Linked DNA regions of Sus scrofa: all the other regions are linked to region 1. A link is a contact called in public Hi-C and HiChIP or PLAC-seq data. All regions are on one chromosome and are shown on one strand. Each heading gives the region's core, a stretch centred on a gene start, on an enhancer-like site or on the middle of the called end of the contact. The rest is flanking DNA. Distances are from core to core; before and after follow the strand shown.

Region 1 (6,695 bases), core at 2,623-5,122:
AGCTAAGAGAGGAGCCCAACTCCACGCAGGAAGTCTGGCCTAAGCAGCAGCTGCCCACTACCTCCAAAGCCACCCCAAGAAGGGACTTGGCAGAGAAGAAGGAAGGGCTGACAGCACCACCCAAACCATGGAGGTCACTTGCCTGCCTTTCATAAACAGACCAAAAGCACAAGACCCTCAGTGTCCAGGCAGCTCCCCCTCGTCACTGGGACAAGCACTCCTTTCGCTGGATGTCCTGAGAAGACCTCTGCAATGTGTTCCCAGCGTCCTGGAGCCAGCAGAGCCCTCCTGCTTGGGCCCCAGGCCTCTCATCAGCTAGCTCTGGCTCACGTGCACATCCCAGAAAGCCTCTCTGCTCTGCAATTTGCCAAACCACAGACTCAGAATTCACCACCAGTGGAGGAGAGGCGGGAAGAAGGCATGCTTCTTCAACGTACAGGGCTTCTAGAACATACGTGACTTGGGCGCAGTATATTCTGCAGAGTGCCCAGAACACTTGACCTTCTGGTATGTGGTGTCCACCATGCAAAGGCCAAGAGAGGAGGCGATGCTGAGCTTCTGAAGCCCAGCCCCGACCTGCTCCTCCTGCCTTGTTGGCCCCACCAACACTGTCTACCATCGGCCCCCTCTCCTTATGGATGCCCCAAATGTGCAGGAACCTCTTGCCAGCACCAGACATTTGTCTCCCTTGTCAACTCCAACCTTGAACAACGCCATGGGCAGAAGGCCAGTTAGACCCAGGTGCTGTGACTAGCTGTGTCACAAATGACTTTACCCCATCTGGTTTTCAGTTTCCTCATCTGTAAAATGAGCTCCCTGCCAGCTCCACAATTCCACAACACTTTCTCCTTTAACTCCTTCCCACCACCTGAATTCGGAACTCTGTATGGCCCCATCTGCTCGGTGACATCACTCCCGGCCCCAAACATAATGTCATTGATTCTTGCATGGGAAGCGGAGACATCCCGGAAAACACTATCCATAAAAAGGCAGGAAATGATTGCTTCAAGGAAACTGGACAGGACTTCTTTTGTATTTTTCACATAGAAGAAATTATTATCAATCTTAAAACCCCAAATCTTTCTTCCTTCTTGCCAGACCATTAATAGCTGCTTTTCAAAAGTGCTTTCTTAGTCAGAATCATGCCCATCATAAGCTACCATTTAATGAGTGCTTGTTATGTGCCAGGAACTTCCTAAGTGCTTCGCATGGATGATCTCATTTAATTCTCCAGACAACCCTATGAAGTAGATACTATTATTATCCTCACTTTAAAATGAGGAAACTGAGGCCCCACTAAGGTTAAATAATTCGCCCGAAGTCAGTGGCTGAGCCAGGCTTAAAACAAGAGCCTCTAAGTCAGAGCCTCAGCAGTAACCATCTCTCAACACTGACTGCAGCGGGTCTCCGGTCGCTTCAGCAACACTCCTGGCTTGTTGCCAGTAGGTTCTACATCTGTAATCTTGGACATCATTGGTCAAAGCCAAGATTTGATGTTTTGCCTAAAAGCCAGAGCCGGGAAAAGCACCTGCCTGGGTCTCAGAGCAGAGAGTGCCATCTGTTGAAAGCAGTGCCAACCCAGAGGACTAGAAAAGAACTCCTAAAACTTAGCCTGCAACATTTGAGAAGTTAGGAAGGCTGATATCATAAGGAGTGCTGGGATATGCAAATGGACATCTGTCCCCAGTGCAGGGTGACCACTCAGTGACCTAAGTCCTCCAAAAAGAGCTTTCTTGAAACAGCAGGTTTAGACGCTTGCGGAGCCAGCAACACAGAAGGAACAACTCTTCCACCAGCACCCACCTCTCTGTCCGGTTGGTTTACCTTCTCCCCAAACTGAGCCCATACCCATTTATTTTGCTATAAAGAAACCCAAAGGTCAGAGCTACTGGGGATAAAGACAGAAAGAGTAGCCTGAGGCTGACATTAGCACAAATCCCAGTCCCCTTCCAAAAAGGAAATAAAAGGCATTTCAGGGATCAAGGTACTGTCTAGGGCTGCAACCAACAGCCTGTTTTAATTGTTATAAATTAATGCTTTGAGCATTCACTTTATTTTTATTTTTTTGTCTTTTTGCTATTTCTTTGGGCCACTCCCGCGGCATACGAAAGTTCTCAGGCTAGGGGTTGAATCGGAGCTGTAGCCCTCGGCCTACGCCAGAGCCACAGCAACGCGGGATCCAGCCGCGTCTGCAACCTACACCACAGCTCACGGCAACGCCGGATCGTTAACCCACTGAGCAAGGGCAGGGACCGAACCCGCAAATCTCATGGTTCCTAGTCGGATTCGTTAACTACTGCGCCAAGACCGGAACTCCTGAGCATTCATTTTAAATGTTCCTTTAAGTGCCTAATTTGCAAATAAGATGCAGTCCTTAGGCTTTGGGTGCCCTGCTGTCCGTCTCTCCTATCTCAAGTACAGCGGCAAAGCTGCTCAGACTGGAGTCCTCAGGCGTCAAGGACAATGTTTACTTCCTAAGGTGGGAAAGATGGGAAGAGAGGACGGGCTGAAAGGAAAGGGAGACCCGTCCCACAGGCCCGGAGCTCGGCTCAATCAACTCTAGCCCCTTCTCATTAAGTTTGAAGAAGGAAGGGGGAGGGGCGGCCGGCTGTTCCTCGGAGACCACAGCAAACATTTGCCGCCTCCTGTCTGGAAATGGAGCATCACTTAAGAGGAAATGAACCCGGTTAAGGGTCACGTCCAGAGGAGGGATAAAAGGAAAAGCCACATTTCTCCTCACACCGACCGACACAATGACTTTAAGGAAACCAAAGCTCGGGGCTGAGAGTGGAGGTGGGGCATGGGGCGCGGCGGCTTCCCTCTGACCCCAGACCCAGGCCTAGGGAGGCAGAGACCAGAGCAAAAGTGGGGGGCTTGCGCGAGGCTTCCTTTCCCAGGGCAAGCCTCTGAAAGCATCTCGGTCTGTGAGCGTGAGCGACCCGAACCCCTTGGGATGACCGGGAGGATGTTCCTTCCCAACGGAGCTGCCCAGCGAGGGTTTGACGAACGCTCCCCCCCACCCCCATCCATCAAAGCTCAGGCGGACAGATGACTTCACCGTTGTAACAGACAAGGGCAGCCACTTGCCAATTCCAATGCCAAAAAAAGAAAACGGGCCTGGGGGGAGTGGAGGAAGGTCAGAAAAGGCTTCCCTGGAAATCAGAGCCCAGCGAAGAAACTCCATCACTGACGGCTGCCCTATGGGCACTTGGCTCTAGACTCAACAGCGGTTAGGGGCACAGGGCTACCGGGGGCCCTCTGGGGGTTCCTGGCCAGCCCCTCCGCAGGGGTCGGTAGGGGCCGTACTCACATAATGCTTGGAAGGGTTCCTCCGCTTCTCCACGTCCACCACGGTGGCATCTTGCACGCAGTAGGCGAGCATCTTCCCCTACAAAGCGAGTGGCGCCCCCCGGCGGCGTCACCTTCTCATCCCGGTCGGGCTCCGGCTCCTTCCCCCGCTTTCCGGGTCTGTGGGGCCACCCGCCACCCCGGTCCGGCGCGCCGCTGCCCGGGCTTCTGGCGCCCACAGGTACGGCTGCTGGGCGGAGACGGTATGGAGGGCACGCGGGCTCCGTGTGCCCGGGTGGCTCCCGGTGGGCCTGCCGCGAGCCCCTTCCCTCCCGCGCCGCCGCCGCCGCGGCTCTTCTGCTCGCCCGCCCGCTCTCTCCGCCGCCCGGTGGGTCCGGCGGGAACTGGCGAAGCAGAGGAGGGGCGGGGGTGTGTCCCGTGGGCAAGGGGACGGGGCGGGGGCCCCAGAGCCTGCTGACAGCGCGCTGGGGAGGGGCCAGCGGCGCCCCTTGGCCGCGCTGCGGCTCCGGGGGGCTCGGCGCTCGCGGAGGCTGTGGGCGCAGGAGGCGGAGGCAGGGCCGGGCAGGCAGGGAAGGGAAGGGAGGGGAGAGAGGGGAAGCGCGCGGGGAGGGGCTCCGGGCCCGGGGGAGGGGCTCGGGGCGACGGGGAGGGGGCTGCTGCCTGGCCGGAGAGGCCAGGGCAGGCTCGCGCGCCCCCACTGCGCCGAGAGCGCGGCCAGCGGCCTGGCGCGACGCTGTGCTAGTTCCCCCGGCACCGAAACTCAGGGTGGCTTCGGAGGGAGGAGGGGCGGGGGGAAGTGAACCCAGCGCGCCTCTACCCTGGCTTTCCTTCTGGGAGCGGATTTTTGCCATTCTGTCCTCACCTTTACGGCCCCCTCCCACTCCTATCTCCCACATCTTTTTAATGAAAAAGTAGGTTATTACTCGGCTGTTACTGTCCAGGCCCTCCGAGCTGAACAAGGAATGGGGAAGGAACCGGCATTAAATCCTTCAAGCCAGAGCCTGTTTTGAGGAACCACCTGCCCCCCTGCGGGTCACAAAGGGTAAATTCTCCCCGGAAATGTGATCGATCTGCTGCCCGAGTTGTCCATCGATCTGGGCCTGGTAACCAATCTGTGATATCATTTACCAGTGAGGTTACAAAGCTGCATAACACCACTGCCTTAAACCCAGAGCTTCCTGGGGACCCACCCTCCTCAGGCCTGTGAGGAGGGAAGGGAGCACACAGTGGTGGGAAAATCCACCGGGTTGGGGGCCAGTGATGAGCTGACCCCAGACTCTGGCTTTCTCACCACCATTCCCTCTGGTCTGAAAAACAGACTTTCCAAATCATTTGTCTGTCCCTGGACTTGGGACACAATTGCTATTTAATGCAATTTTACATCACCCCCCCATCTATTTCAACATTTTTTTTTGCATTCTAGTTTCAAATATTTAAAGAAGTAGTATTTTCACAACTAATCCTATTGTTTCACAGTCACAATAAGCTTTGTGGCCGTGGACCAATGTGAAGCATCTGAAATGGACGCCAAGAGTTTGACAACATAATCGTACCAATACTTTGTTCTCTGCACTGTCGGAACCCATGTAGCAATCTAGGACTTCATTCACACATTTGCTTGGTACAGAGTACCCCCACTATCCCTCCAACTTTCTTGGGGAAGGATGCTGGAACACCAAATGATGCTGCTATCCAAATATGTGACCTGGAGCAAATCACTTCATACCACAGGCATTAGAGTCACTTTAAGGTTCTCACTTCTGAAATGTGGGTGCTGAACTGGATGGTCTTTTAAGATTCTTCCCTATGTACACTCCAAACTCTTCGTAGTTTTAGTAGTTACACCTGTGGAGATAGTTTTGAGTTAAATAATTTTTTCATAATTAGCATGTACAGCTTTTGACATTTAAAAAATAAATATTTTAGGAGTTCCTGTCATGGCTCAGTAGTTAACAAATCTGAATAGGAACCATGAGGTTGCGGGTTTGATCCCTGGTCTTGTTCAGTGGGTTAAGGATCCGGCATTGCAGGGAGCTGTGGTGTAGGTCAAAGATGCGGCTTGGATCCCGTGTTGCTGTGGCTCTGGCGTAGGCTGATGGCTACAGCTCCCATTAGACCCATAACCTGGGAATCCCCATATGCCACAGGAGTGGCCCTAGAAAAGGCACAAAGACAAAATAAATAAATAAATAAATAATATTTTAAAAAATGCCTTCTCTAGGAGTTCCCGTCGTGGCTCAGTGGAAGGGACTCTGACTAGTATCCACGAGGACGTAGGTTCGATCCCTGGCCTCCCTCAGTGGGTTAAGGATCCAGCGTTGCCGTGAGCTGTGTTGTACGTGGCTCAGATCTGGCATTGCTGTGGCTGTGGCATAGGCCAGCAGCTGTAGCTCCAATTTAGCCCCTAGCCTGGGAACTTCTATATGCTGTGGGTATGGCCCTGAAAAGACTAAGTAAACAAACAAATAAATAAATAAAATAAAATTTCTTCTCTAGAATTCTAGAATTTTAGGATTTATTGAGTACTTATTGACATTAAGAAACAGATGAAAGAGTTCCTGCTGTAGTACAGTAGGTTAAGGATCCTGCATTGCTGCAGCTGTGGCATAGGTTGCAGCTGTGACTTGGATTTGATCCCTGGCCTGGGAACTTCCATATGCTGTGGATGTAGCCACAAAAATAGAAAAAGAAAAAAGAAAAAGGAACAGAAGAGTGGGAGAATTCAGTTGATGTTTGTGGACCCAAAAACTGAATGCAATTAACAAATTTTTGTCCCTTCCCTCAAAGAGGAGAGAGTCCAGTTGAGAAATGGGGTTATCATTAAGACTGCATCAAAAAAAAAAAAAAAAAAAACAATAAAACTAGTGTATCAAATAAAATGTGCATTGGGATGCCAGAATCGGAAGCCTGGAGTAATTCAGGAGAACTTCATGGAGGAGGCAGTCCCTGGGCTGGGGACTGGAGGATGGGCAGAATTTGGCGTACCTTGGAATACTCTGCCTCCTCTGAACTCCTCCAAGCCAACTGTATTTGCCCTGACTTGTTTGATTTGTGTGTATTTGTCCATAACATGCTTCGTCTCCTCTGGAAGCACCTGGTGCACAAGGACTGGCTGTAAGTTATCTTCTTTGCCCTCCTCAAGTAGCCACGTACCATACGTCATACACAGTAGTGGTCACTGTACAAGGCTGCAAGGCTTTCTGGAAATGCTAATTAAGCCTGAGATGCCCCTGGTGAGGGGAGCTGGTTTTCAATTGTTGGAAGGAAAGAGGAGGGGGTGGGCTTGCCCTAGTCCCCTTGTGAGTCAGAGCACTCCCCCAAAAGGCATCGTGGTTTCCCAGTCACCCTCCTTCTGGATCAGGATCTGAACATGGCTCTAAGCATAA
Region 2 (6,695 bases), core at 2,808-5,307, 240 kb before region 1:
GAGGCCAAGAAACCTCGCCCACAGGCGCCAGGGACCCAGGCAGCACCGAGTCTCTTTGAGCTTCGGCCTGAGCCAATCCCTGCCACTTACTACCCTCCTTCCCCGAGGATGCTCACTGGACTGCCCTCTGCCCACCCTCCCAACCCCACATCCATCAGGCACTTCCGAGCAAGGAAGGCAAAGCTGAACAGCTTCCAGGCTCACATGGACAGCAGCCCCATTTCCAGCCCCTGGCAATGCCCTGGCCGGACACTCTCGCCAGCCAGTCTAAATGTTTATGTCTGCCAGTGCAGTGGCTGGGGTGGATTTATTTAGCTTTGGAATGCAGAGCGTTTTTTATTATAAACTGTCCAGTGAGACCCCAGGAAGGCTGGGATCCCCAGGCTTCCCTCCCTGCCCCCGGCATCATGAGGCTGGAAGCCCTGGCCCAGCCCTGGCACAGCCCTGGCGAAGTGCTGGACCAATGGACTCTGCATAGAGACAGCCAAGTGACGGGGGCTGCTAGAGTGCGCCCCAGAAAAGGGACAGGAAAGGGAGAAGAAATTCAGCATACATACCAGGCTGGACTCTCTGCGAGGTGGAGGCCTTGTCCTTAAGTTTGGGGAGCCTAGAAGAAGGAAGCAGAGCTTCAGAAATCCCAGCCAGACAACAGTGCTTTCCCTGGCCGTGACCACCTCCTGGTCCTGGGAAGTTCCTGCCTTTGTCCTGCATTTACAAAGAACGCACGCTCTCAGTCGCTGCAGGCACTAGAGCTGAACTTCAGTGCAAAGTCAAAGAACCTTAAGCATCCTTGACTATGTTCTAAGGGATCCGTGAACATGCTAAAATGTTCAAACATAGGGGCATTTTTCAGGGCCAAGGGTAAATAACTTTATCAGATTTTCAGGGTTAGAAAGAGAGACCAGGTCTCTTTTTTGCTCACTACCAAATCCTTAGGGGCTGACACAGTGCCAGGCAAGAGGGGGCACCCTCAAAATATTTCCCAATGGACTGTGCCAAAGGTTTCAGGCACAGAGCTAACTTAACCAAGCTCACAACCAGACTAGAAAACAGCTTTCCTCCAGATTTGAAGAACGGTTGGACACAAACAGAAGCTGGTCTCTCATAACATAGAATAGTTTAACCCTCAACCACAGGCACCCCTGCACCAGGCTTCTCTGGTAGGAAAGAAGGTGATTCTGGAAGAAAATGCCACTGAAAATGTGTGGAGAGATACAGCCGCCCTTCCAAGTGTCCCAGGTTCCCAGTAAGGTGACAGGGAAGGAGGAGTAGGGCGAGATGTTCTTCTCTTGCTGTCACTCAGAAAGCAGCCCTGCCTAAGGGCTCCCATCTCACGGCCTGGGTGACTGCACTTATCTGAGTGGCCACTCCTGGCTCTCTACCAGTGGCAGAGGGAACACTGCCGGCTCATATACTCATGCAGTTTATCTTCAGTGGAGGACATGGAAGGAATTGCCTTGTCCAGGCTTTTTTTTTTTTTTTTTTGCTTTTTAGGGCCATATCTGAGGCATAGGAAGGTTCCCAGGCTAGGGGTCAAATCGGAGCTGTAGCTGCTGGCCTACACCGCAGCCACAGCAATGCCAGATCCAAGATGCGTCTGCAACTTACACCACAGCTCATGGCCACACCAGATCCTTAGCCCATTGAGCAGGGCCAGGGATTGAACCTGCATCCTCATGGATACTAGTCTGGTTCATAACCCACGGAGCCACAATGGGAATTCCTCACGCTTGAGATTAGCATGAGACAAGCTGGCAAAGCGAGGCTGGGGTCAGGGGTCAGCCTGCATCTCTGGGAGGGAATGACAGGGGGAACCACGCACACCTGTCCAGCTCCCCTTGCACCTCATGCCCCTTCCCTAAAGGCTCCGGGGTCAGTGGGGCTCTTACTGATCTGGGCCCTCTGAGGAGCAATCCTGGCCACAGCCGGGGAGCCCTGGGCCAGCTTCGAGACGGTTCTCTCCGGGACGCCCAGGGCGCTGCCGTTGGAGGCGTTGCAGAGGATGGGCAGGCTGATCTCCTTCTTGGCGATGGGGGCCTCTGGGCCCTCGCCTTCAGCTGGGGGGGTCTCCTTGTCCCCAGACGCCTTCTTGTTCAGCAGGTTGCTGATCTCCATGATGTTCCCGATGATCTCCACGGGGCCTGCCAGGTTCTTCTTCCGTGCTGGCAGGTCATCCTTGATTTTCTTCAGGTAGGAAGCGGGCGCCCAGCCCTCTTTGCCCAGGTATCTGCGGGGAGGAGTGGGACAAGGTGTCACAAGAGCCCCATTGCCGGGCCCCAGGCTCCATCTGGCCTTGCCCAGCTGTGCTCCACAAGACACTGGGCAAAGCCTCTATTCTGGAGAGAATGAGAACTGAGGGCAGGTGGAAAGGCACCTAGAACAGCACGTCTTCCTCTCTCTTGCTCTTTGCCTGATCCCTCTTGGTGTGGACTCTCCTAGTTTGCAAAGTCAGGCAAACATGGGACCTTGAGATGAGAAGATGCCTCAAATTTTGGGTTGCCCAAAAAAGTAGGCTTTGCAATGGCCTCAACACAGCAGAGGGCAGTTCTTGGAGCTAAGACATGAGAAGGTGTATAGAGTTAAATGACCAATTGGAGAGGGAAATAAGGATCAGAGAGGTGAAAGGGCAGGACGGGTGGGAGCTAGGAAACCCGAGGTCTGGTCTATGGTACCTTGGACCAGTGCCTATCCTGAAGCTCCATTATTTCTCTTCTGCAAAATGCTGGGAGAGAGTAGCTGCAGACATTTATCCAGATGGGCAGACACATTGAGACCAACTGGGAAGATGTCTATAAAGAGTGACCGCATGAGGGGACGAACTGGCATCACTGCAGGAGATGCAGACAAACCAACTTCACAGAATAAGCCCACAAACAGAACAACGCGCAAGGTGACATTTCAAAGCAGTGGGGTCAATGAGTGATTTGGGACGACCGACGATCCAGTGAGAAGAAAAAACAAGTGAGACTCTGGCCTCATGACTGTACAACAAAATTAAAAATACAAGTCACGAATATTGGCTTCATCTTGGGGGTTGAGAAATTCTTTCTAAGTGGAACTCCCAAAGCAGAAACCATAAATGAAAAGACTAAATAAAGCACATGACTGGATAAAATTAAAGACTTTGGTATGGCAAAACAAAAACAAAAGGAAACAAAACAAAAACAAAACCAAAAACCCATAAACAAGAGCGAAAAGCAAATGACAGGGCTGACTTAATTTTAGGGGATTTGCTGACTTCTGAAAACAAGCTTTTCCCTTTCCCCCCCATGATGCTGAGCTTCTACCCAAACCCACCGGGAGCTTACTGCCTGGTCTAGCCATAGCTGGCCAATGCCCCGGAGTCTGGGGTGCCATGTCCTCGCCTGCTCCCTGGGACACGGCTGGCTCTCTGGAACGGCTCCTCCATGCCAGATGTCTGACAATCCCTCCACCCCCCTGCCTCCCATCTGACCTTGTTCTGGGGGGTTCATTGTGGGGAGAAAAAGGTAAAAGTTAAAGTTTCTAAGGTGTTGAGCTTTGCAGGAAAACTCAGGCAGGAGGTGGTCTCTCATGTTCACGTCACACAAATGGCAGGCTGACCCTCGCTTGTCCGTCTGGTCCCCCGTTTTGGAGCTCAGAAGGCAGACCTCAGTGAACAAACGGATAGAAGTCAGGGAGCCAGCAGGGCAGACAGAAGCACAGAATTTCAGAGGTGGGCAAGAGCAACTCGTGATGATGCCTCATCTTACATACGAGCCGACAATCAAGGCTCAGAGAAGCAAAGCGAGAAGCAGAGGGTCACACAGCTAGCTGTTGGCAGCATCTGGCCCAGAACTTGGAGCAAAGACGAAGACGACTCTGGCGGCCACGGAGCACAGCGTGCAGAGATGGGGAGCAAAGTCTCAGGGGAGTGACGGCCAGGACTGCTCACTGTCCTGAGTGCTCCTGTTACAGGCCCTGATGTGCCCCTTCAGTGTTACGCGGATAAAATTAGATTCCAGGCGGGGAGGCGCAAGGGAATCAGGAGCGGCTGTGTGTGTTCGGGTCCAACTCTGCTCGCATCTGCTTTCCAGCTCCGGAGCACGGAATGACTCCAGAGGGAAGCCAACTGGAAAGGGAGGAGGATGGGGAGAGAGGGAGGCTGTGTATGTGGGGGGTGGGGGTGGAGGAGAACGACAGGAAATGAGGATCAACACAGAGCCTGGGATGCTGGGAAACGGCATAGTTAAGGGGGTGTCTGGAAGCCTTCTTAAGGTGGAACCTTTTCAGCAGGGTTTTGTCAGCTGAAGCTTCCGCTGGCAGAAGGGCTAAGCCACAGGGACGAGGGCTGACTGGATGAAGCAGCTCAGAGTGGTTTTATTGGTCCTTTCAGAAAACTAAAAAAAACCCCTCACCGCCCTGTAGATAACCTTTGGGCGAGTGGTTTAGGTTAGAAGCCCGCCTTTTCGCTAGCGTCCACATGCAGACTTGTGGTGGCTGCTTTGAGGGGCTTGGCTCCAGTTTCCATTGCTCAGAGACCATCAAAGTCTAGAGGCAGAGAATCTGGGCAAACACGTCCAGGCACACAGTCCTGTCTGACCTAACAAGACAGAAAGGGAGAGCTCAGCCCCCTGACTGGTGTGCAGGGGGCGGGGGCGGCTCTGTCCTGTCAGGCCACATGAAGGTTCAAGTCTATGTGGCCAATGACCTTCATCCTACCCTCAGCAGAGACCAATCTTCACCCTACCATGTGCTGCCTTCTGAGCAACTGTCTTATGAGCGCCTGGCTACCCCAGTCAATCCCCTTGGTGGAGACAGCTCAGAACACACCTCCTGCCCATAGTGGGTCTGGGGCTACGAGGTGTGGGAGGCTGGGGAGGTGGTCCCTACAGCCCACAGCCCAACAGGGGACCATCTCTTGTCTTCAGGGTTACAGGCAGAGAAGAGAAACTGGACCACATTATCACAGCTGAGCTGCTTCTGAAGGACCCAGAAATATTTCCTAGGAGCAAAGCCCCCTGGGGGTGCTGGCTGGCCTGGGAGCCCAGGGCCAGAGGAACCTTAGAGCCTGGGGGCAGGGCCTGGGAAGGGAGAGATGAGTGAGGCCCATCCGGTTTAGTTTGCTTCCAGGAGTGTCAGGAAGCTCCCCCCTCCCCTACCGTACCCTCAAATGGGTTTCTCAGCTGGGAAGTGTGACTAGGTCCAAGGAGAGGGAAGGGCAGAGCGAGAGGCCTCTGAACGAGGTCTGGGCTCAGGCCTCACTTCTGCCCCAGCTCTCACACCCAGGGGAAGCAGCCCTGCAGAGAGGAGCAGCCCAGTCCAGAGCCTGCATCTGAGGCTGGGCCGGGGGCAGCAGGGGCTGCCTGCTGGGACCTCAGCAAAGGCTGGGGACACCAGTGCTCCAGGCGGCCAGAGTTGCAGAGCCCGCCAAGCAGCCAAGGTCGGACGCAGAAAACCAAATTCAGATGTGCCGGACCCTCTTGGCAGATGCTCGCGAAGGGATTGCACCACTGCCTGCAAGCTGAGCCGAGGCCCCTGTGCCTCGCTGGCTGCAGCTCAGGCTCTGCTTTGTGTGTGCTGAGAGGGGGTCTGCAAGACGAGCTTTGTTAGAGCTGCTCTGCTGCGCAGTGCTGGAGCACCCAGGCCAGGCCGTGGGCGCGAAGCTGCTATCAGGATGGACCTGCCGGCTGGGGTCCGCAGCCACTGTGCTGCCCAGGGCTGGCCTGCGGCCGGAGTGGCCGGAAAGCACCTCGCTCCTTCCTCTGCGGGGGCTCCTACCTGATGTACCACCAGCCCTCCAAATTCTTCCGGATCACCTCCACAGTGACGCCCTTCTCAAAGCCAATCTCGTCCTTGCTTTGGCTGGCATAAGGCTGCACGGTGACGTACTTCTCTTCTGTGGGTGTGGGCCAAGCAAGAAAGCACAATTAGTTGAGGTCAGGGTGCGGGTCGTTTTTCCTGCCACCTCCTCCCCCTGGTTGGCCTCACTTAAATGGGGGCCAGGGTACGCTGGGTCAGCCTCTGGGAATAGAAGCGACCAGGCCCCACAGCTACTTCCCACATATGCCAAAGCCAACCTGGGCCTCAGGTGGCCCTGCAAGCCCCAGGCAGCAGAGAGCTGCCTTTCCCTGGCCCTGTAACATCAGACAGGCTGCTGGAATCTGGAGTCCTCAGGGCCCCGGAAACCCCCTCTGGGCAGAGGAAAGGGCTACAGATAACCTGGCACTCATGAGACCTGAGTCAGGAACCCTGAGAACAGGAGTTCCCACTGTGGCACAATGAGATCAGTGATATCTTGGGAGTGCTGCGACGAGGGTTCAATCCCCAGCCTGGCGCGGTTGGGGATCCAGTGTTGCCACAGCTGCGCCTGGGTCATGACTGTAGCTTGGATCTGGTCCTTGGCCCAGGAACTCCATGTGCCTCAGGGCAGCCAAAAAAGGATGTCTGAGAACAGACCTGGTGTCTCCTGGATGTCTGGTGGCACATCCCCTTTTTCCCTGAAGGTGCTATATTTCTGTGCCTCAAACCTGCTCTCCTGGCCCTTCTCCCACTCCAACCCTTAATCCCCTGCTCTGTCTGGCCTTCCAGTGAGCAGGCCACCATGCCCAGGTGCCTTCAGAGGCCGGCATGCTGAGCTGACAACACAGCTCAGTGGAACCTCTGCTCTGGTCTCACGATAGGACCATAAACCCTAGTTCAAGGTCCCAGGCACCTTGTGGGGGCTGAGGAGGAGC
Region 3 (6,695 bases), core at 1,368-3,867, 170 kb before region 1:
TTGGCCCTTCTCAGTACCCCTGCATCTACCAGTCCTCAGGGGAGCCTCTAAGACACTGGAGGTCTATTAAGTGCTCAGGAGGGGATGGCTGGTGAGCTATGTGGAGACTAAAGAAAATGCCTTTCTTTGCCCCTGGAATCAAAGAAAAGGTCGATCGCCTAGCTTTGCTTGAAGCCAACTGGCCAGCTAGGTCTCCTGGCTGCAAAGTGGGGTGGGTCACTTGAAGGAAAGGACAGTTACCCCCATGGTCACTCCCTGAGACTCTGATCCTGGGAGTCTGAGGGGTGGCCTGGACTTAGGGAGCATTTGTTAAGCTCCAAGGTGACTTGCCTCTGCAGCCAAGGATGAGAGGATCCTCCCCTTTGAGGCTCCTATGTTTCCCAAAATTTGCACCGAGGACCCTGTGAGTTGGAAGGCTGGGCTTGGCCCAGGAATTTGCATTTCTGATACCCCACCCCAGCAGCCCTCATGTTTGAGAACCTCTTTCAATCTTCACATTCAGGAGTTCCCGTCGTGGCGCAGTGGTTAAGGAATCCGACTAGGAACCATGAGGTTGCAGGCTCGGTCCCTGCCCTTGCACAGTGGGTTAATGATCCGGCGTTGCCGTGAGCTGTGGTGTAGGTTGCAGACGCGGCTCGGATCCCGCGTTGCTGTGGCTTTGGTGTAGGCCGGTGGCTACAGCTCCGATTCGACCCCTAGCCTGGGAATCTCCATATGCCGCGGGAGCGGCCCAAGAAATAGCAACAACAACAACAACAACAACAACAAAAAAGACAAAAGTCAATCTTCACATTCACACTAAGGAGATCCGATCATCCCCATTTTACAGATGAAGAAACAGAGGTTCAGCCACTGCCCAAGGTCATCTAAGCTGGAGAAGGGCTGTGGTTCATAAGCCCACCTGCCCGAATGAAAGTGTCTCACGGATGGAGTAAGGGAGAATCTGTTGAATCTGTTGCCTCCAAAAGGGAGGGTCCTCCTATGTCCCCTTCCCCTACCAGGCAGTGAGGGAAGGCTTGAGCCAGGGTCACCTCCCTAGAGCAGAAGGGAGTAAGGGGTAAGGCCGCGTCTGAAGAGCCTGGCTGTGCCCTGTGAGCTCTGCTGTGGGGAGAGTTCCCAGCAAGGAGGAGGAGAGCATTATACGGAGACTGCGTCCTGCCCAGCAGGCTTGAGTCTCCCAAGGAGAGAATGTTTCTCAAGGCTTTTTTTTTTTTTTTTTTTTTTTGGCAGAGTGGGGCCTGGGGAAGGGCAGGGAATGGAGACAAGGAGGAACCGCCCCACCTGCCCCACAATTTCCCCACTGGTCCTGCAGGAGAAGCCTCGGGGCCAGGGGCCACAATGGCCCACTGCCCATCCCCTGGCTCCCCGGAATCCAGACAGGGGGTGGCCTCCTTGCAGTGATGGCCATTCTCTTTCCCTCTGTTTGTGCAGCTGTGGCTACCCAGGATCCTCTTTGAGCTTGTCAACAGCCCCAGAGGGGAGACAGCAGGTCATTACCATGTGTGACAGAAGCACACTAACGCTGGGGGTGGGGGGAAGGGGCGCATAATTCCCCAGGGGGCTGAGGGTCTGCTCTGTGCCAGGCCAGGCCAGTGATTCTTGACCTGGTCATTCAACAGGATCATGTAGGGAGATTGGCACAAATTCAGACGTGGGGCCCCAACCCCACCTCACCTAACCCAGTGTTTGCATCTCCGATGAGCACCTTGGGGTTCTGAGGTTGGGCCAGTGTTGGCTGAGAACCTCAGGCCCAGCACAGTGTCCACCTCCATCACTATGACCCTGACACGTGAGCAGGAGGGGGGCCAAGAGACCCTCCAGTCCCTGTACCATAATCTCCATCAGGACACCAGCCACCCCTAAGAAACATTAATGCTTCCAGAGAAATCCCCTGGCCAGCCGGTCCTTCAACCAGAGTACAAGCCCGTCCTGCCAAGGACTTCTGGACCCCGTGGTCTCCCTGTTTTGCAGGTGAGGACAGCAAAGGTAGAGAAGCTGGACAACTTGTTCCAGGTCACACAGTGAGTAGGTGAGGCTGGGCCTGGGTGGCCAAGAACCCAGGCCTTGCTCTGGGGCTCAAGACCCATCCCCAAATGCTGCCACCAGTGGGTGCAGGGGAAGGAGGGCAAACCCATGGGTTAATGGATGGAGGCTGAGACCCTGGCAGTGGGATTGCCAAGCTGGGACTGGATGGTGGGATGGCAGGCGTAGGAATCCTTCACACGGCATCTGGACTCCAGCCCGAGCAGGCGCAGCCCTAGTAGGAGGCCTCTAGGTCGGGCACCTTTTAGCAAAGCCGTTTTGTATTTTTAGCCGCTGAATATGGTGAGAAGCAGTTTAGGTATCCAGTGGCTGGGACTCCCCCATCCCTCACATACCAGGGCATGGAGCGGGGGGGGGGGGGGGCATCCACCTCCCACTGCCCTGCAGTAAGTCCTGACCTGGGCAGGACAGCAGGCCTTCTGCTGGAGTCTGGTTCCCCATCAACCCAAGACCCCCTACCCACCTCCCCTCCTTGCTCCAATTCTTGCCCTGAGCTGGGGCTGACAGCCACCCCCACCACTGGTGATTCCACTCCTGGTAGGTCACAGTCTAGCCTGCTTCCCACTTGCTGCTGAATCACTATCACCCAGGGAGTCAGAGGAAGGAGAAAGGGAGGGGAGGCGGGGACTAGCATTTCCCTCTGGCGCTGCCAGAAGCTAATGTAATTGAAAAGGCCTCCCAGGTTGTCCTGACGTGGCTCCATCAGGCCACTTGGCCTTTTCTGCAACTGGTCCAGGGGCGACCAAGACCACAGGTACAGTGACGAACCATCCTGGGCAAACTGGGACATGGGACTTTAAGGACTCATGGGAAGGTCGCAGACAAACCAGGAGAGTTGGTCACCAGATGGTCCATAGGTCAGGCCTGGCTGGGAGAAAAAGGAGCAGGGTTCCTCCACCCAGGACCATATCCATCCCCCACTTAAACAGGGACTCCTGAGTCTTCCCCCCACCCCACCCCCACCACGGGATATAAACAGTTCATGTCTTGGCCGTTCCTCATAGGATGATGCTGTCTGCAGAGGGAGGGTAGGTGCAGGAAGCGGAGACCCCACTTCAACTCTCGACTGCTTGCTTGCCGGGTGGTCAGTTGAGCTACCTCCTTCACCTCTTGAGCCTCTATCTCTCTGTCTGTGGAGTGAGGATAATAACTGTACCAACCCCTGAGCATTTGGGGAAGATGAAACATAGAGTCCTCATAAAGGGGTTCACAGAGTGCCCAGCACAGAAAATGCTGTAGAAATTATTCTTCTTTCATGCCTGGATCTGACCCCACCTCTGTCGCTACGCAAATGACAGGATCTGACCCCACCTCTGTCGCTACGCAAATGGCAAAGACCTGTTTGAACTTGGACCCTGGCAGAACCCCCTAAAACCAAAGGAAGGGCCTTCTTCTTAAGGACCCCACCATGAAGCTGACAGCACAGTGCCACGCAGGGGTGAGCCCAGCCCCCTAGGCAGAGTTTTGGACTTTGACAGACTTGGAAACCAGCGCTGGTCTCTGTCTGGTGCTGTCCACGGGGGGAAAGCTGGTTTGTACACACAGCATCTGAACAGGGCTCATCTGGAAATAATCATATCTTCAGGGTGACATTGACCCACAGGAATTGGCAAGCCCTGGATTTCTTTATTGGGATGCGTTTGACCTCCCAGGAGCAGCAAATGCTCAGAGCCCTGAACCAAGAGATGTGAAGGGCTCTGAGTTTTTGTGCTAACAGCACCCAGAAGGATCAGCTTTCCTTCCCCCCCACCGCCTTTCATTTCTCTTGGTGAGACATGCTGTGCTCCTTCCCCGGACATTCCAGCGAAGGGGCCGGAGTTGGAGACAGAAAAGAGGGAGAGGCTGGAGGGAGGGGGCGGCTAAGGCATTTCACAGTCCCTGCGTCTCGGCCACCTGCTTTTGCTTCCCCGCCCTCTGCCCTTTCTTCAACATTCCCGACAGGCATCTGCCCTTCAGTGCTCTGAAGGAGGCAGAGGTGGTGTTAATCCACTTTATGGATGAGGAGACTGAGGGGTCCTGAGGGCTTCAGTGGCTTGCCCGGCCTGGGGAAGCTCCACTGGCATTCCTGACCCAGAGGGTGCCCCGTGCCGAGGTCCACCAGGGAGAGGAGGCACAAACAGCAGAGCAGGCTCTCTCGCTGGGGAAAAGAGGTGGCCATGCTGCTGGTCAAGGTTCCCGGAGTGAGAGGCAAAGCCAGGAAGAGCCCCTGAGGCCAGGGAGAGGCTGGGAAAGGAAGCACAGGCTGGAGCCAGCTCTGTGGAAGGGCGCCGAGTCCTTGGCAGGTGGAATTCTAGTGCTCCAGAGCCATGCCCTCCGCTGCCTGCCACCCCCGTCCCTCACTCCCATCAGCAAGTGCCCTGGCAGAGAAGGACACGCACACAGTGCCAGCCTGATGTTCTCACCCTCCTGTCTGCTGGCTGACATTGGCCGCTCGGCCCAGGATGCCTGTCTGCAGAGCCTGCGGCTGCTGGGAACTACTCAAGAAGCCGGCTGGGTTGCCAGAGGGCTGTGGGTGACCTTGAGAGTTAAGTGGTCTTGAGGACGTGGGTGGTACCTAGAATATGGGGGCTGGGGGCACCGGTATGCGACCTTGGCTGGGGGAGTGATGTGGAGCCCTGGAGGTATATCTCCTGCTGCTGATGGTTTTGACTGCTGTTGTTAACCAAGCAGCACTTTTTCAGCTCCTGCGGGAGGCTGCCTCATGAAGGCCTGTGCTGACATGGAAGAAATACGTGACATGCATCTGGCCTGCAAGTTTGGGGTGAAATTAGGGGAACAAAACGACACAGCACAGTGAGAAGGCTAACATTCTGAGCCAATCCATGCCGAGAGTCACAGCAGAGGTTATCCTCCAGGTGCAGAGAAAAGAGAGCTCTCAGGGCTGCAGGACATCCAAGCCGGCTTCCTGGAGGAGGAGGCCCTGAGCTGAACCTGGAGGGATCAGGGGAGTTTGGATCCATGGAGAGGGTAGAGAGGGGAAAGTTCGAGGAGTAAGAGGAAGAGTTGAACCACTTGGGGGGGGGGTGGTGAGTAGTAGGGGGACAGGCAGGGAAACACCAGGCTGGGGGTGGGGGCTTTGATGTCCATCTATGAAATCTAAGAGGTTTCAGAATTGGGGACTGATGGGGTCAGATGGCTGGAGAAAGGTTTTTTGTTAAGAGGTGAGCTGGACAGCTGGGGGAGAGGTGGCGCTGGAGAGAGGCTGTGACAATTCTGGGACTGAAGGTCAACAGACAGTTTCTGCGCCCGGCTCTGCCCCTCAGCCCTTCAGCGGCCAGGGGACATGGGCAAGTACTTTTCTTTTTTTTTTTTTGTCTTTTTTTTGCTATTTCTTCGGCCGCTCCCGCGGCATATGGAGGTTCCCAGGCTAGGGGTCGAATCGGAGCTGTAGCCACCGGCCTAGGCCAGAGCCACAGCAACGCTGGATCCGAGCTACATCTGCAACCTACACCACAGCTCATGGCAACGCCGGATTGTTAACCCACTGAGCAAGGGCAGGGAGCGAACCTGCATCCTTATGGATCCTAGTCAGATTCGTTTCCGCTGCGCTGCGATGGGAACTCCCTAACAAGCATTTTGGAAAGGTAGAAGAAACAAAGCCACCAGGTCACCGTGGTAAAGTTAAATACTGTTTTGTGAAACATGGGTTTCAGATGTCTGTCTCCTTATCGACTTGCCTGTCTATCTGTATTGGGTTGTGATGGGAAATTTCTTACTATGGCAGAAAAAGGTTTAGAAACACCAGCAAATTCTTGAGACCTCAGTTTCCCCCGAGCGTTCCCTCTGAGGGTCCTCACAGGCTGTTAACACTCGGTGAGACCGAGCCTGCTGGCCCAGGATCCAAGCAAGGAGGCTCTGAGGGAAGGGGTGCAGGTCAGCTGAGGGCTGGAGAACGGTGGGCGGTTTCCATCCCGCCGAACCCCTCTCTGGGTTTTTGTTCTGGCTTTAGAGAGTCTTTGCACGGCATGGTCGTGAGGGGCAGCGACCTCCAGGGAAGTCGGACGGAGGGGGCGCGGATCTGTTCTTTGCCCCCATCTGTGCTCTGATCTAAATTGTGGCACTGAGGGCCCTTGTGTCCAACAAGAATCCGTCATTCTCCACAGGGGCATGTTTTCCAGGGGTCTGAGAATGGGCCCCATTGTGACCGTTCGGACAGTCCAGAGGCCGGAATTCCTGCCCCGGGGCAACAAAGCTGAATTCCTGGGGAGGGAAGAGGTCCTGGCACCCCACCCCCCACGCCTCACCCCAGCTGTGGCCCAGAGAGGCCCATGCCAGGGCGATCGCAGACCCAGAAATCTCCCAGGCCTCGAGCAGGCTTCCCGAACATCCCAGAGCATCTCTACCGTTGCTCCCCCCCTCCCCCACAGCAAAAGGACCAAGCACTGTCTGTCTGTCTGTCTGTCTTCTCACCATGACTGGACTCACCTCCCTGGGCAAAGGCCCTGAGTGTGTCTCTAGCCTGTGTCCAAGAATGTGAGTGGGACAGAGCCTGGCTTGGGACAGAGGCAGTTTCCTAACCTCTCTGTACCTTCATGTGTCAAAGGGAGAATATTATGAGTTGCTACCTGTGTTGCGGGGATTACCTGGGATAATGTGTAAAGCTCTTACAATGGCATCTGGCATGTGGAGAGGCCCCCTGGCCAATAGCCTGG
Region 4 (6,695 bases), core at 2,629-5,128, 150 kb before region 1:
ACCAGTGTAGAGTCGGCCTCCTGCCAACGTGCTCACCTAGCACAACAGCCAGGCCCTCAGAAGCCCTTGCTCCCTGGAGCCCCTTTCAAGTGGGTTAGACACAGCTTCCTGTGGGCCCTCCTCCCACCAGCCCACCCAGGTTAAAGGGGACCATTGCAGGAGGTGGGCAGGGGCTTTTCCCACAAAGTTCTGTGCTTTTCTAGCCCCCAGTCTCCTGTGGACCCACGGTCCTGAGGTCCAGCTGGTTTTCTCACGCATCAGCATAGAGGCTGAGCAGCTGCCAGGGGCAGAGGTGCTGGAAGGACAGTGTGGCCCATGCCCTGGCCAGATGGGTGGTGGTAGGGCCTGCTGGATGCACAGAGCTGTCAACTGATGAGGGTCTGACAAGACTCAGTGAAGCCTGGGAACGGGGAATGGGCTGCAATTCCCAAGTCACCCGTCCCTTGGGGAGGGCCAGGGACCCAGAGGGCTCACAGATCCTGATGGCCAGTGGGTGCCTGGTGGTGGAGGGGGCAGCTTCACTCCACAGTTGGCAGCAACCCTGGCAAGAACTCCCAGAGCAGAGGGGGCTCTGGAAAGGCCAGCCTCGCTCCTGTCTTCACCTGCAGATTCCGTTCCCCGGACTTTTCTTTTTGTCTTTTTAGGGTTGCACGTGTGGCGTATGGAGGATCCCAGGCTAGGGGTCGAATCGGAGCTGCAGCTGCCGGCCTACACCACAGCCACAGCAACACAGGATCTGAGCCATGTCTGCAAACTACACCACAGCTCATGGCAGCTCCGGATCCTTAATCCACTGAGCGAGACCAGAGACTGAACTTGCATCCTCATGGATCCTAGTTGGGTTTGTTACTGCTGAGCCATGACAGGAACTCCCTCTACCCCCAGTCTTTTCGGAGTGGCCATGTACACCCAGGCCTGGGCTGATGGAAGCAGGGGAAGAAGGATAGAAAGTTCCCGTCCTCTGAGCATCTCTGGTGCCAGGTACCCTCCAGGCATTTACAGGCGTCAGTGACCTTAAACCTCATAACTATCCTCCCAGGGGGTCCTGCTGGCCTCTTTTGCAGAGGGGGACGCTGAGGTCTGAGAGAAGTGACTCATTCAAGGACACGAGCAGAGCTGGGTGTTCTGTTTTCTCCAGAGTTAGTTTAACTCAATTCAAAATTTCTTCCTGGTGGTAGCCTTGAGCCCTGAGTTCCTCAGCCTACGCGGTCCCTGGCACATGGCAGGGGCTCAGCGAACACCTGCTGGGTGAAGACGGCAGCAGAGACGCTCTCTAGGCTCTTCCCAGGACCTTCCATTGGCCTCCCAGGAAGAGGGAGGGGAGAGACGATGGGCTGACTCAGCATCTACTGTGCGCTCCACACACATCGTCTGTTTCACTCTCCTCGGCGCCAGGCAGGTAGATGTGACGTATGAAGCACGTCATCTGCAGAAGCCTGGGTCCCGAGATCCAGAGTCAGGCTCCCAAGTGAGCCTGACCTGGAATTTGACCCAAACTGGAATCTGACTGGGAGGAGGCTCCCCCAGTTCTCAGGGCCGTCCTGGCTGCAGGGCCACACACACTCCCTGCCTTCCTGCTGGGTCGTGAGGCAGGGCTGGTCAAGTCTCCCCTCTGTCCCCCTGGACTCTGCTCTCCTCCCTGGCAGGGGCAGCCTCAGCCCCCATCCCCTACTAAAATATTAACGGGGAGGGAGGTTGGGAGACCTTGTGAGGAGCGCCTTTTCCGGGGTCTGACCTTATGTCACCCCAGCCCTGGAGCAGCTGCCTGTCCCCTGCCTGGGGCCTCTGTCCCTGGACCTTGCCCAGTGCCTTCCACACCAGATGCTGGGCTGTCTCACAAGGCCCCGGCCCAGACCCAAACCTGGCGCTCCACCTGGACCGGGTAGGACAGCCTCCCTCTCTCGCTGGCCTGCCTGGGCATGGACTCGGTGGGTGGTGGGGGTGTGGACCCCAGGCTGGATGGAAGCTGGCCCTTTGGGCAGGCTGAGGCAGGGACAACTGTCTCTCCTCTACCAAACTGGCCCATTGTTTTAGGCCACAGCAGAGGGTGGCTCTGTGGCCCTGGGGCTGAGAAACAAAAACCTGTTTAGTGAGGCCCTGTCCCTCCCCTGCAGTTTTAAGAATTTACCCAGGATCTGGCTGGCTTTAAGGGAACAAACGAGCCAAGGGGACAGGCTGGGGCCTAGAACTCAGAGTGGTGGCAGGGAGCAGAAGACCCTAAGTGAACTACAGGAGCCCACTGTGTGCTGCTGGGGCAGGGGACTGGTGGCAGGTCCATGAGGGGGATGTGACGAGAGCAGGCACCCACCCAGCCCTGGCCTATCTTTCCCTCTATGGCATGGGGCCAAATGCGTGTATGGCCACCTGCCCACAGGCTCAGGCCCAGAGCAGAGCGCTGACGACGTCAGGTGACAAAGGGAGGCTGCAACCTAACTCCACTGAGGTGGAGAGTGCTGGTCACTCTGCAGTCTGACAGCGGGCAGTGCAAGTTTTAATCCTGGAAATAGCCCTGATGTGGTTTGGCTAACACCTGCCAGGTGCCAGGCCCAGGGGTCCAGAGAGGTGGGTTCCCGCAATGGGGGGAGACCATAAACAGACAGAGCGCCATGCCTGAGGCTGTGGGCTCTGGGGAGCCTCCCTGGAAAGACTGAGGGCTGAGCAGGACTCCGTCTGGGGTGGGAGGGGAGAGGGAACAGGAGTGCTCCAGGCAGAGGGAACGGCCAGGCCTGGGCTTGGAGGCTGGTGACACTGGCTGCATTCGGGTGCGGTCATCTAAGAATGAGGGTGGGGCTGGCGGGCCAGGAGCTGGAGAGGTAGGAAGACCAGTCTCAGGCCCTCAGGCCTCACGGGGCTGCACCTCAGCCAGACCTTCCTCCCAGGAAGGTGTGTCCTGCTGGGGGTCTAAGGACAGGGCTTGTAGAAGGCCTTTTATTTATTTACTTTATTATTATTATTTTGGCTTTTTAGGGCCACACCCGTGGCCTATGGCAGTTCCCAGGCTAGGCATTGAATCGGAGCTACAGCTACCGACCTATGCCACAGCAACATGGGATCTGAGCCGTGTCTGGGACCTGCACCACAGCTCACGGCAACGATGGATCCCTAACCCACTGAGCAAGGCCAGGGATTGAACCCCCGTACTCATGGATGCTAGTTGGATTTGTTACCACAGAGCCATGATGGGAACTCCTTAAAATTTGTGTTTTTTTTTTGTTGTTGTTGTTGTTGTTTTTACTTTTTAGGGCTGCATGTGCAGCATATGGAAGTTACCAGGCTAGAGGTTGAATCAGAGCTGCAGCTGGCAGCCTATACTATAGCCATGTCAATGCCAGATCTGAGCCACATCTGCAACCTATACCATAGCTCAGAGCAACACTGGATCCTTAACCCACTGAGCAAGGCCAGGGATTGAACCCTTATCCTCACGGATACTAGTCAAATTCTTAACCCACTGAGCCAGAATGAGAACTCCTAGAGGGCTCTTTAGAAACTTCAGATTCACTGTTTCAACTGGCTGTGAATTTAAACTTGATTAAAAAGAGGCATTTGCTGGTTCACATGGTTGACTGGGGTGGGCGTCCTGCCAACCTTAGCTCCTGTTTGTTATCACTGACGCCACAGGAGTGGCAGAGCTGAGGGACCCCTGCTTGGGGGCTCCTGTGCCTCTGGAAACCCTGCCAGGTGATGCCTGCCTCCCTGGCCTGCAGCCCAGCAGGGGCTATCTAGTGCTCAGACATAACTCAGCCAGGGAGAGCTGGGCTGGCAGGTGTGGCCCCAGGACGCTGGGTGGGTAGGCCATGTACACAGCCCAGGGGGTCGCCTTGGGTGCTGGCAGGGTGCTGGGGTGGGGCCTCCACAAGGCTAGGCTCATCTGGGTGTCAGAGTTAAGGCTCAGGACCACATGAGACTTGCCCTATGCTGCACCTCCTCGGATTCCAGGGGTGTGTCCTTATCCCCCTCCTTCAGAATCTGGTGACCAGCGCCGTCCCCACCCCGAGCCAGCCACAAGGCTGCCCCAGAGTCCACATGGGAGAGGCGAGGAGGCATCATCGCCAGCTTCTCTTGCCTGTCACCTGCTGGCTGGGTGACCTCAGGGAGCCACTTCAGCCCTCCTTACAGTCACGGCCTAGCCTACTGCCTGTGGGGGACTAACATGAGGCCTGAGTGACATCGGTCACCCAGCTGGCAGATCTAAGTGCCTGATCTGGGCACCAGGGATGCGGCATGACCAGATCAGGTCCAAGCTCCTGCTCTCCTGGACCAACAACAACGCAGGGTGGAAACAGGTCACCCGGGAGGTGGTGATAAGTTCTGTGAAAAGAGATGAAGCCAGAATGGGGAGAGTCAGTGATGGGGGATTTTAAACTGGAAGGCCAGGGATGGCCTTGCCGGTCAGCTCTTTGAGTCGAGAATGCAAGGAGGGGAGGGACCGGGCTGGGGGCTCTCCTGGGGAGGGGCCAAGTGTTCTAGGCAGAGGGAAGAGCCAGCGCGAAGCCCTGAGGCGGGAACATGGCTGGAAGGTGTAGAAGCGGCAAGCAGGCCAGTGGGGCTGGAGCAGAGCCAGGCAGGAGAGGAGGGAGGTGCCACCTGGGGTGGGGAGGGGGGCAGGGCCTTGGCTCTGAGTGACACGGGAGGCGTGGAGGAGATTGAGCGGAGGGATGACCTGATCTGACGTACATTTAAGAAGGATCGTCCCTTCCCCTGGGTTGAAAAGGGACCACAGAGGGCAAGGGCAGAAGCAGGGAGACCAGTCAGGCCAGAATCCAGGGAGAGATGATGGCGTGGCCCCTCCTGGGGTGGCAGCAGCAGGGGCGGTGAGATGTGGTCAGGGTCTGGGTATATTCCAAAGACAGTGCCACAGGATGTGTGGACAAGTGGGATGGAGGGGTGTGAAGGAGAGATGAATCCAGAATAATGCCTGAGTTTGGGGCCTGAGCTGGGGGCGGGGGGCAGTGCACGAGGGGAGAAGCAACCTTCCTGGGCAACCACATGAGCAGGCGAAACCACCAAGGCCGCCCATGCCAGGCTCACCAACCGTCTATAAAGCACATCTTTCTGTGTGGGGCCGGTGGTCTAGAACAACAGCTAGCAGCTCAGAGGTGGGCCCCGCTCTCTACCCACAGAAGCCAGTGAGCAGCCTGGGATCAAAGCCGAGGGGCCGGGGCCTGCTGCCCACTGCTCCCCAGGCTGGGCTCTTGCAGCCTTGTCTTCCCCTCAAGATGGAAAAGGCTGTGGTCCCCCCGCCCAGCCCCCCGAGAATGCTCAGAGGCCCCGCAGCAGCACACTTGAAAGGGGCCAGGGTTATCTGCAAAATTCCAATTAAATCCACAGGCTTTGATAATTTGATAAGCCCCTCCACAGTCGCCCCAGAGTCAAAATACGCTGCTACTCGATCCTGTGTTTATGTTTCGGGATGGAAGGGGGAGGTGCACGGTGGTCGGGGGACCTGCAAGCAGCCCTGAGAGGGATGGGCTGCAGGAACTTGGCTGACAGAATGTCAGCCTGTCAGCCCAAGTCACCCCTGGGTCTGGGCTCCATGGTGAGCACGGACCTGTCAGGACCTGGAGGCTGAGAGGGGCCAAGGCAGGAAAGCCCTTTGGAACCGTGAGGCTGCGGCTGACCCTGTCTCCTGAGCCCCAGCCAGGCCTGTCTCATGCTGGAGGGGTCCTGCCAAACGAGTTGTGAGTTGGCCCAGGTGGCCGGTGCCACCTCAAGAAAGAGGCAGATGAGCCCCCTTCCCATGGTGACTCAGAGGCCCAATGCTTCCGATTCCTCCCTGCAAAAGCCGGGCTGTGCTCTGCAGAGGCAGGGCACAGGCTGAGCCCCATTCCATTCTGTTCCACAACCTTCCATGAACGAAACTGCTAGGCACTTCTTATGGTGCTGGACCAACAGCACCGGCTGGGTTATCTCAGAACATGTGGTGTCTCCATAAGCCCCCTGGACCGCTCCAGAGATCCTGCATTCTCTCTTTTCAAGGATGGGAGCACAAAAGACAGAGAGCCTGGGCAAATGGTCAGAGAGCATGGAACCTTGAGCTGTGGGCCTGGACCCCAGAGCCTGCCCCACAAAGCCACACCTGCTCCCTCGCCAACACTCAGCGGTCTCGCTGAGCCAGGTTTGCACACTTCCTCGAGCGCCTTCCAGGGAGGGGCAAAAGGCTAACCTAGAGCCATTAATGTGCAGGTCAACAGGTGACATAGGGCCAGCTTACTAAGGTGAGCGGCAGAGAATGGTTTAGAGGCATGAATCAAAGCAGGGTGAGGGGATTTTGTAGCCGGACACCTGCCACTTCACGCACCAGCAACAACCCCTCTCCCCTCCTCTGGGCACATGATCACATATGACTCCAGAGACAGCCCACCTGGGGAGGGGTGTATCTCCTCTCCCCATGAAAGGAGGAAGAACAAGGGGCTCTGAGAGGCCATCACTGCTGGGGACTGGCAGGGCCGGGGGAAGGGGGATGTTGCTGCCGGTCTTAGGAGCCTTCCTCTGCCCTGGGAGAGTGAGGAAGGCTGGGGCAGGGGGCACAGAGAAGGGCAGACAGAGAGGGCACACTGAGAGGTGTCAGGACCATGGTCCTGGTCCCCCTGATTCCTCCCCAAACCAGGGAGGTAGGTGGGAGGAGTGGAAAGAGTATGGGCCTCTGGAGCCAGAAAAATCTGGGTTCAAGTCCTGACTCCATCTGTGCACCT

What was found. A called contact is a pair of places that touch in the nucleus more often than the background predicts. HiChIP or PLAC-seq counts read pairs in DNA pulled down with a chosen protein or histone mark.
Region 2: an H3K27ac HiChIP or PLAC-seq map of skeletal muscle shows a contact between it and region 1. The contact joins the enhancer-like site here to the promoter of SH3PXD2A in region 1. A contact is called at or near these places in 3 of 5 promoter capture datasets (fetal liver, fetal skeletal muscle and liver), 9 of 47 Hi-C or Micro-C datasets (alveolar macrophages, embryonic fibroblasts, epiblast stem cells and 6 more) and 1 of 2 datasets of contacts at active chromatin or transcription factors (skeletal muscle).
Region 3: a contact with region 1 is called in a Hi-C map of embryonic fibroblasts, with 2.1 times the contacts expected there. The contact joins the enhancer-like site here to the promoter of SH3PXD2A in region 1. A contact is called at or near these places in 3 of 5 promoter capture datasets (fetal liver and liver), 16 of 47 Hi-C or Micro-C datasets (alveolar macrophages, brain, embryonic fibroblasts and 9 more) and 2 of 2 datasets of contacts at active chromatin or transcription factors (alveolar macrophages and skeletal muscle).
Region 4: a contact with region 1 is called in an H3K27ac HiChIP or PLAC-seq map of skeletal muscle, with 17 times the contacts expected there. The contact joins the enhancer-like site here to the promoter of SH3PXD2A in region 1. A contact is called at or near these places in 5 of 5 promoter capture datasets (fetal liver, fetal skeletal muscle, liver and 1 more), 25 of 47 Hi-C or Micro-C datasets (adipose tissue, alveolar macrophages, brain and 14 more) and 2 of 2 datasets of contacts at active chromatin or transcription factors (alveolar macrophages and skeletal muscle).

The regions. Positions count from the first base shown.
Region 1 is chr14:114,773,379-114,780,073 of Sscrofa11.1, forward strand. It overlaps SH3PXD2A (SH3 and PX domain-containing protein 2A), which reads right to left and starts at 3,873. Exons shown (of 15, transcript XM_021072762.1): 1 at 3,311-3,873. The coding sequence starts at 3,382.
Region 2 is chr14:114,529,829-114,536,523 of Sscrofa11.1, forward strand. It overlaps SH3PXD2A (SH3 and PX domain-containing protein 2A), which reads right to left. Exons shown (of 15, transcript XM_021072762.1): 11 at 5,740-5,857; 12 at 1,890-2,227; 13 at 558-607. Among named protein-coding and RNA genes, the nearest start is that of NEURL1, 96 kb to the left of the region's middle. Within about 2 kb of position 4,058, at least 13 of the 83 cell types and tissues checked have an H3K27ac peak or open chromatin away from gene starts, as enhancers often do. A contact at or near this core is called in skeletal muscle, where this site is marked.
Region 3 is chr14:114,603,979-114,610,673 of Sscrofa11.1, forward strand. The region is part of intron 5 of SH3PXD2A (SH3 and PX domain-containing protein 2A); the gene reads right to left. Among named protein-coding and RNA genes, the nearest start is that of SH3PXD2A, 170 kb to the right of the region's middle. Within about 2 kb of position 2,618, at least 6 of the 83 cell types and tissues checked have an H3K27ac peak or open chromatin away from gene starts, as enhancers often do. A contact at or near this core is called in embryonic fibroblasts, where this site is marked.
Region 4 is chr14:114,620,848-114,627,542 of Sscrofa11.1, forward strand. The region is part of intron 5 of SH3PXD2A (SH3 and PX domain-containing protein 2A); the gene reads right to left. Among named protein-coding and RNA genes, the nearest start is that of SH3PXD2A, 150 kb to the right of the region's middle. Within about 2 kb of position 3,879, at least 12 of the 83 cell types and tissues checked have an H3K27ac peak or open chromatin away from gene starts, as enhancers often do. A contact at or near this core is called in fetal liver and skeletal muscle, where this site is marked.